Regions from separate parts of the Callithrix jacchus genome. Here region 1 is linked to region 2. A link is a contact called in public Hi-C data. All regions are on one chromosome and are shown on one strand. Each heading gives the region's core, a stretch centred on a gene start, on an enhancer-like site or on the middle of the called end of the contact. The rest is flanking DNA. Distances are from core to core; before and after follow the strand shown.

The links. Hi-C and Micro-C count contacts between places; a contact is called where the count stands out from the background.
Region 1: a Hi-C map of induced pluripotent stem cells shows a contact between it and region 2, with 2.7 times the contacts expected there. The contact joins the enhancer-like site here to the promoter of SH3BP2 in region 2. A contact is called at or near these places in 2 of 3 Hi-C or Micro-C datasets (induced pluripotent stem cells and skeletal muscle).

The regions. Positions count from the first base shown.
Region 1 is chr3:190,388,259-190,392,397 of calJac240_pri, reverse strand. LOC128931649 (a long non-coding RNA gene) reads left to right here. Exons shown (of 3, transcript XR_008480329.2): 2 at 3,904-4,028. Among named protein-coding and RNA genes, the nearest start is that of TNIP2, 14 kb to the left of the region's middle. Within about 2 kb of position 1,502, at least 2 of the 16 cell types and tissues checked have an H3K27ac peak or open chromatin away from gene starts, as enhancers often do.
Region 2 is chr3:190,353,787-190,357,733 of calJac240_pri, reverse strand. It overlaps SH3BP2 (SH3 domain binding protein 2), which reads left to right and starts at 2,313. Exons shown (of 14, transcript XM_078367670.1): 1 at 2,313-2,409.

The DNA.
Region 1 (4,139 bases), core at 253-2,752, 35 kb before region 2:
GCCAAGGAGCCAGCTCTCAGACCCTCGGCCTCTTCTGCGAGCCCCTTAGGAGTGAGGGGTCAGCAGAGCAGGGCTCTCCCAGCCAGCATCCCAAGGAGGGATATCCCTGGGAGGATAGGGAACCCAGGGGCACTTGTCGGCCTGGCACCTCTGACAAACTCCAGTGATGCATAGGTGTGGCTCATGGCAGCTGAGGACGGACGGGCACAGCAAGAAGCCCCCACAGCCCCCGAGGGGGAGAGCCTGGTGCGTGGCCTGCAGGCCCTGGTGGCCTTGACAGATCTACCCCCTCTCCAGCCTTCAGTGAAAAGAAGCCACAGCTTGCTTTTGTCATGTATTAAAGACATTTGTAGGCCAGGCGTGGGGGCTCAGGCCTGTAGACCCAGCACTGTGGGAGGCTGAGGTGGGCAGGTCACAAGGTCAAGAGATTGAGACCATCCTGGCCAACATGGTGAAACCCCATCTCTACTAAAAATACAAAACTTAGCTGGGTGTGGTGGCACACGCCTGTAATCCCAGCTGTTTAGGAGGCTGAGGCAGGAGAATCACTTGAACCGGGGGTCAGAGGTTGCCGTGAGCCGAGATCACGCCACTGCACTCCAGCCTGGCAACAGAGCAAGACTCTGCCTCAAAAAAAAAAAAAAATAGCCATGTGTGGTGGTACACCCCTGTAATCCCAGCTACTCGGGAGGCTGAGGCAGGAGACTCACTTGTACTTGGGAGGCGGAGGTTGCAGTGAGCTGAGAGTGTGCCACTGCACTGCCTGGGTGACAGAGCGAGACTCCATCTCAAAAAAAAAAAAAAAGAAAGAAAGAGAAATTAAACTCAAGTTTCTGGATTGAAAGGACCCGTTGAATGCTTAGAACCAAGAATGAAAATAAATATATGCCTAAGGCACATCAGAGGGAGTTTCAGAACATGGGAGACAAGGAGAAGGTCCTGTAAATACCCAGAGAGACACACTAGGTCTCGGCCTGGACCAGCGGCTCACACTTGGAATCGCAGCACTTTGGAGGCCGAGGCAGGCAGATCGCCTGAGGCCAGGAGTTCCAGACCAGCCTGGCCAACACGGTGAAACTCCGTCTCTACTAAAAATACAAAAAATTAGCCAGGCGTGGTAGCAGGCACCTGTAATCCCAGCTGCTTTTGGGGCTAAGGCAGGAGAATTGTTTGAACCCGGGAGGCAGAGGTTGCAGTGAGCCAAGATTGTGCCATTGCACTCCAGCCTGGGTGAAGAAAGTGAAACTCCATCTCAAACAAAAACAGAAATAAAAACAATAGATCCTGTGCAACTGGCCAGGGTCAGAACGCCTTCCGACTTCTCAACAACACAACTAAGGGCTGAAGTCACTGAATGAATACTCTCTGAACGCTGAAGTGCAATGAGTTCCAGCCTAGGTGTTTACACTCAGCCAAACTGCTAACCGCGAGTGAGGTTGGAAGAGAGAACCTCAGAATGCTAAGTCCTCAAAAAATGCACATCCCCGGCCCCTTTCTCAGGAAGTGACCCGAGGGTGTGGTGCGTCAAAGAGTGAACTGGGAAAGAGGAAGTGGTGGGATCCAGGAAGCAGGGATCCTGCTGAAGAGAAGGGCGGAGAGCCTGGCCAAGGGAGGCCCCCGGCTGAAGGCTGGGCCCCCGCTCAGAGTCCATTTTGAGTTGGCGGAATGTCTGACGGACTGAGACGCTTTGGGGGAGGTTGGGACATTTGGCAGAATTCGGAGTCGAATTAGTAATAAGAAAGTGAGCAGAATTAGAAAGAGCATTTATTAACGCCGGGGGAAACGGAGTGAGCAGGGAGGGGAAGTCACCATGACACATTACGTGGCTCAGGTATGAGAGAGTTTGTGCGGTCTCCTCACAATGGAAACTGACCACTGACCTGAGTCAAAGATGAGTTATAATGATACTGGAGGGCAGGGAATAGCAAGGGAAGAATGCTTTTCAGGGATCTGGAGCTGAAACCAAAAGAACGAGCTGAAAGTTGAAGGCAGTTGCCTCCAGCGATGCGAACACAGGGAACTGCTGTTTTTCGTAAGAAACCTTGTAAAACTAGGTAGCTGTTTAAATTATGTGCACGTGTCCACATGTGGTGGCTCCTGCCTGCAATCCTAGCACTCTGGGAGGCCAAGACAGGAGGATCCCTTGAGCCTGGGAGTTCGAGACATGCCTGGGCAAGATGGCAAGACCCCATCTTTGCAAAAACTAAATTATCTGAGTGTGGTGGTGCACACCTGTAGTCTCAGCTGTTTGGGAGGCTGAGGCGGGAGGATCACAAGCCCAGGAGCTGTGACTGTGCCACTACAGTCTAGCCTGGGTAACAAAGCACGACTCTGTTTCTAGAAAGAAAAGAAAAGAAAAAAGAAAGAGTTCATAAATCTGATGAAATGTAGAAACTAAATCTGAAACACACTCATAATTTAGATGCCCAGTTTTACCTGGTTGTTAAGTCAGCGGGATATGAACCTGTGCCTTGGGATTGACAGATTTCTGTGCAGCACTACAGCAGGTCCCTGTTGTCACAGGGCCACCCAGTACCCCCATAAGTGTGGTATTGACAGGGAAAAGAGCATTTTACCAGTTCAGGTCTGTGCACACCGGCCAGGGAGCACCTCTCGGCGGCCTCCTGCACTTGTGAGCGCAGGGAGGGAGCACAGTTGCCGTTGGGGGTCCCCGTCATGGCGCAGTGGGGGCTGTATGACAGCACAGCCCTATCCTGCTAACACCTGGCCAAGTAGAGTGTGCAACTGGGGGATTCTCATCCGCTGATCTTTTTTTTTTTGAGACAGAGTCTTGCTCTGTCACCCAGGCTGAAGTGCAGGGGCGTGATCTCGGCCCACTGCAACCTCCACCTCTCTGGCTCAAGCACTTCTCCTGCCTCAGCCTCTTGAGTAGCTGGGATTACAGATGCCCACCACCACGCCTGGCTCATTTTTGTATTTTTAGTAGAGATGGGGTTTTGCCATGTTGGCCAGACTGATCGTGAACTCCTGACCTCAGGTGATCCACCCGCCTCGGCCTCCCAAAGTGCTAGGATTACAGATATGAGCCACCACACCTGGCCTGACTGATCTTTTTTTTTTTTTTTTTTTTTTGAGACGGAGTCTTGTTCTGTCACCAGGCTGGAGTGCAGTGGCATGATCTCAGCTTACTGCAACCTCCACCTCCTGGGTTCAAGCAATTCCCCTGCCTCAGCCTCCTGAGTAGCTGGGACTACAGGTTTGTGCCACCACACCCGGCTAATTTTTTGTATTTTAGTAGAGAGGGGTCTCACCATGTTGGCGATCTCTTAAGCTTGTGAACTGCCCACCTTGACCTCCCAAAGTGCTGAGATTAGACCGATCTTACAGTAAGCACACACAGGAATGTGTAGTAATAAAATGCTGCTTTTACCTGCCTTTATATATGGGGGTGCCACTAAGTTTTATCTTCAATGAGGAAAAATGCTACCTCACTCTTTTCATTTGTATTTATTTTATTATTAGTGAAGCAGAACAGTGTCTTAGGCCATTTTGTGCTGCTGTAGCAGAATACCCCAGACTGGATCATTTATGAAGAACAGAGATTTATTTCTTACGGTTCTGGAGTCCGGGAAGCCCACTGTCTAGAGGCCCACACTGGGACAGGGGCCTCCTTGCTACATGACCCCGCGGAGGAAGATGGAGGGGCACGCCCCAGAGAGAGAGGGAAGGGGAGGAGGCCAAACTCGTTCTTTTACTAGGAACCTACTCCCGCGAGAACGAGCCCACTGCAGCTGTAATGCCATCAGTCAATCCGTGAGGGCTCTGCTTCCTAAAAGTCCCACCTTCCAACACTGGTGCACTGGGGACTACATTTCTAATACATGAACTTCTAGGGTCACGTTCAAACTTAACACGCATGTTCATTTATTCTTTTATTTTTAGAGTCGGGATCTCATTTCATCACCCGGGCTGGAGTGCAGTGTCACCATGGTGAATCATTACAGCCTTGAACTCCTGGGCTCAAGTGGTCCTCCTGCTTCAGCCTCCTGAGTAGCTGGGAACTACAGGTGGGCACCACCATGCCCAGCTTATTTCTTTTTATTTTTTAGTAGAGACCAGGGTCTTGCTATGTTGTCCACATTGGTCTGAACTCCTGGGCTCAAGCGATCCTCCCACCT
Region 2 (3,947 bases), core at 1,064-3,563:
GTGGATTTGCATTACTGGGTGATCATTTTCTAGGGCCCTGGTCTGTCCACAGTCTGTAGTGACTCTGCTCCATCAGCTCTGGGCCTGGCATCCAAGGCCAGCCCTGCACACCCTGCCCTGCAGTCAGGCCCTGGCGAGGCGGCACCCACCTGCAGCTTTGTTCCACCCGGCTCCTGGTTTCTGCCCCTCTCCCCTGCTGCCCCTCAGGGAACAAGACACTTGCTGTGACCCGATGGCATCTGCTCATTTGTCCATTTGCTCCTCCCATGAGCCATGGGGTAGGGACTTTGCTGTATCGTCCTGGGGTTCCTGGGGTCTGGTGTGGGGCAGGCATCTCTTTCACGGAACTGAACATCAGGGATATCAAGACGTCCAGCCCCAGGGTCGTGAGCGTTTTGTCAGGAGCCCCATCCTGGCCCAGCCTAGAGCCTCCTCCACATGGGGCCTCTTACAAGAGTGAGGCAGCCCCGTGGGGTGTGGACAGCAGCAGCACTGAGCACAGGATAGCGCTGAGCCCCACGACGGCTATGTTCCTACCCCTTCCTCCTGCCCAGGAAAAGGTGAGATAGCCTGTGATGCGGGGTGGGCAGAAGAGCTGCAGGCTACCTGAGGCTGGGACGAGCAGTTGAGACCCGGGCAGCCAGGCCCAGGAGACCTACAGATGGCGATGTGAGCAGGCACCCTAGAGGGCGAGCGCCCCAGGCGGCCGGCACCCATCTCCTCCGTCGCTGGGGTTTAAGTTCAGCCCTGAGAGCTAGGCCATTGGGGCAGAGTCACAGCCCCAGTGTAGGGGTGAGGGGTGGCCCTGGGCCGGGTGGGTTATCTGCTTGCTCTCATGCCCCACCCACTGTCCTGCTGCCTCCCCGGTAGAGGCCCTCCTCCATTTCACAGATGAGGAAAAGGGCCCCGTTGTCTGAAGATTCTCCTGTACCCTCCCCTGCTTTGTCCCTTCCTCTCCAGCGGCCCTGCCTTGGTCCTGGTCACTCCCTGGTTGGCACCAGTCCCTCCTCTCTGCCTGGACTCTGGGCCTGGACACCTAGTTTTCTGGTTCCTCCCACTTACTCCCCTCCCCAGTTAACCTCTCCTCCCGCAGGGAGGACAGCTATTGTGGCCAGGGATCCCCTTTCTGAGGCCTGGGACCCACTGCTGGGCAGCTCGGGGACAAGTGGACAGTGACTCGGCCCACACTCAGTCCAGCTGCAATCCTGGGCAACTGCTTGGCCTGGCAATGTCTCCTGGAGGCCCTCAGGTATCTCACCCTGAAGGACCCAAACCCAGTCCTTCACCTGCTGCACGGCCAGCCCTGGACACCCCTGCCCCTGCCTGATTTGGAGCATCCCGTCCAGCCCGTTATTGCTGTCTGATGGACTCTGGCCCCTTGCACACAGCACAGAGGTCAGACAGGGCCAGGTCACCACCACCCACCTCCAGCTCCCTTGGGTTCCCAGCAAGAACCTGTCCTTCTTCTGTTCACAGCTTCCTGGGCCCTGGGACCTAGGGTCCAGTCCCTACTCCTCATGGGGAGGAGCCCCCCATGCTCCAAGCAGTTGACCCCTGCAGTGGGGGACTCCGTTCACCCTCCAGCTCTGCAGTCCCTGCCTGGTCTCTCCACCCACCTGGCCCTGAGGGCTAGGAGGCCATTTCCTCCCAGGAAGCCCCCTGCTCTCCGGGCCCCTGCCCTTCACCGAGGAATCTGTGTCTGTAGGTCTACCATTAGGCGGCAGTCTGCAGAGGGTGGTGGTGGAGGAAAGGGAGCCTCAGGGGAGGCCGAGTGAAAAGCACCTGGTCTCCTTCGCCTCCCAGCCTCCGAGAAGACCTCTGAGCCACTAGGGTCCAGACCTGGTCCAAGGCAAGGTCGGAAGTGGCTGAAAAGTACCCTGGAGGCCAGGTGGAAACAGACAAGATTCCCCGGTGCCCGGCAAGCCCCCTCTGCCTCCTCCGCTCCTGTCTTGGCCTGGGCCAGAGTCGCACCCACGGGCAGGGGTGGGGTCACCCAGGATCAGGACCACGGGGTTGCGGGAGTGGACAGCGCCTTTTCCACCTAGCTCGCTGGGCATGGGGCTGTCACAGGGAGGGACACGCAGGAGGAACAGACAGGCTGCCTCGCTCACCGGCGGGTACTGAGCGCCTCCTGCGGACCTGGCGCCTGAGCCCCCAGGGGCCTCCTCCCACCACGTGCAGTCCCCGCCCACCCTGAGGTCCCGGCCCGCCCCACGCTCTGCTCGAGGACTGCGGGAGCGGCGGGGGAGAGGCGGTGCCGGCCCGGGGCGGGGCCAGGAGGGCGGCCGGGGCGGGACGGAGCTGTGGGCGGCGGGCAGCGGGCAGCCGGCCCCGCGGGAGGGAGCGCCTGGCTGCCCAGCGCGCAGCCGCCTCCACCCAGGGCCGGCGGGCCAGTACAGCGCTCGGCGGGTAAGCCTCCGTGGCGGGTCTCGGCAGTCTGGGGGGGGTCTCGGGGGAATCTCGGGGTCTCGGCAGGTCCTAGTGGGTCTCGGGGGTCCCAGGTGAGCAGCGGCCTCTCCGGGCCCCGGGGCCTCCGCGTCCTCGCCGCAGGGCGCACGGGGCCTGGCACGGCGGGGAGGGGGGGGCGCGCTGCTGAAGGGAGCGCGGGCCGGGTGTCCCTTTCCTGGGGTTCAGGGATGACAGGCGATGCGACGCGTCTGTTTCGCCTCCCTCGTGCCCCTCTGGCGCCGCGGCGGGGTCTTGCGGCCGTGCTTCACAGAGGGCGAGAAAAGCAGCCCACTGACGCTGATTCACACTGAAGTGTGAGTGACTGATACCCGGGCGTCTGCAACTCTCTTGGGCAACAGGGAATCTCAGCGGATGGCAGAAGGACTGGGGGAATTAGGGGCCCGGGACAGCCCCTTCCCCTGCAGCCCAGCACTTTCCCGCTGCTCTGGGCCTCTGCGCCTGGTGCCTGCCCTCTGTGAGCACCTCCTGTCCTCTCTCTGTGCCTCAGTTTGCTCATCTGCCAACACTGGGGACAGCTGTGCCTCCTGGTCTAGCGGCCACACTTAAGTCCTTCCAAGTGACTGTGGCCAGGGGTGGGTGCTCCGTGTGGGCTGCTGGGGTGGCCGTGTGGACAGCCTGCCTGGACGACACGTGTGTGACCCTGCAGGTGACACAGGTCGGTGATGAAATGAGTGGAATTCTTTCCACAACCGCCTGAAGGCAGGGCTGATGGCCACCTCCTGACGGAAGCCAGACTGTGGGTTCAGGTCAGCCCTGCACCAACTCCCAGTGCCTGGGTGAGCCGCTGCCCTCACTGGCTCGGGACTGGTGGGACCAGAGGAGGGGCTGGGCTCCACCTGCTCCTGGTTCTTACCACTCTGTCCACTGTGTCCTTTACCCAGACACCCTCGAGGGGCCCTGCTGGAGCCTGTCTCAGGGCCCCACTCCCAGCACGCCACTCCTGGCAGGACAGGGGGCCTGGGACAACGGCTGCAAGGGAATGAGGACTCTGTCCACACCCTCTCCCTGCCAGGCTCCCACTGTCTGGCTCTGTGCCCAAATGGGGCACACACTGGAGGGGGCAGGCAGAAGGAAGACAGGTAGGCAGCTATGCCCGGGAACTCGCAGCCAGGACCATCTGGGGAGAGGGATGCTGACAGGATGCTTTCAGGGAGTCCCCAGGCCTCCAGGGTCATGGGGAAGCCCACCAAGGAGGCTGGCTTGGAGAGGCAGAGGGAGGGAGGGCAGGCTCTGGGCCTGCCTCAGCCCTTCCTGCCCACATGGACAGAGGAAGCAGGGCACTGAGTCAGCCTGAGCTCCCCACCCCCCGCACACGAGCAGGCCCACAGACGGGAAGCCCAGGGGCCGGGAGAGACAAGTTGGCCAGCCTTGGTTCCTAAGGGGCAGGGAGAAAGGGCATGAACTCTGCTCAGGTCCTGGGTGTGAACTCAGATGTCACTACTTTCCATCTGTGTGATCATGGCTAGGAAGCTTCCCCC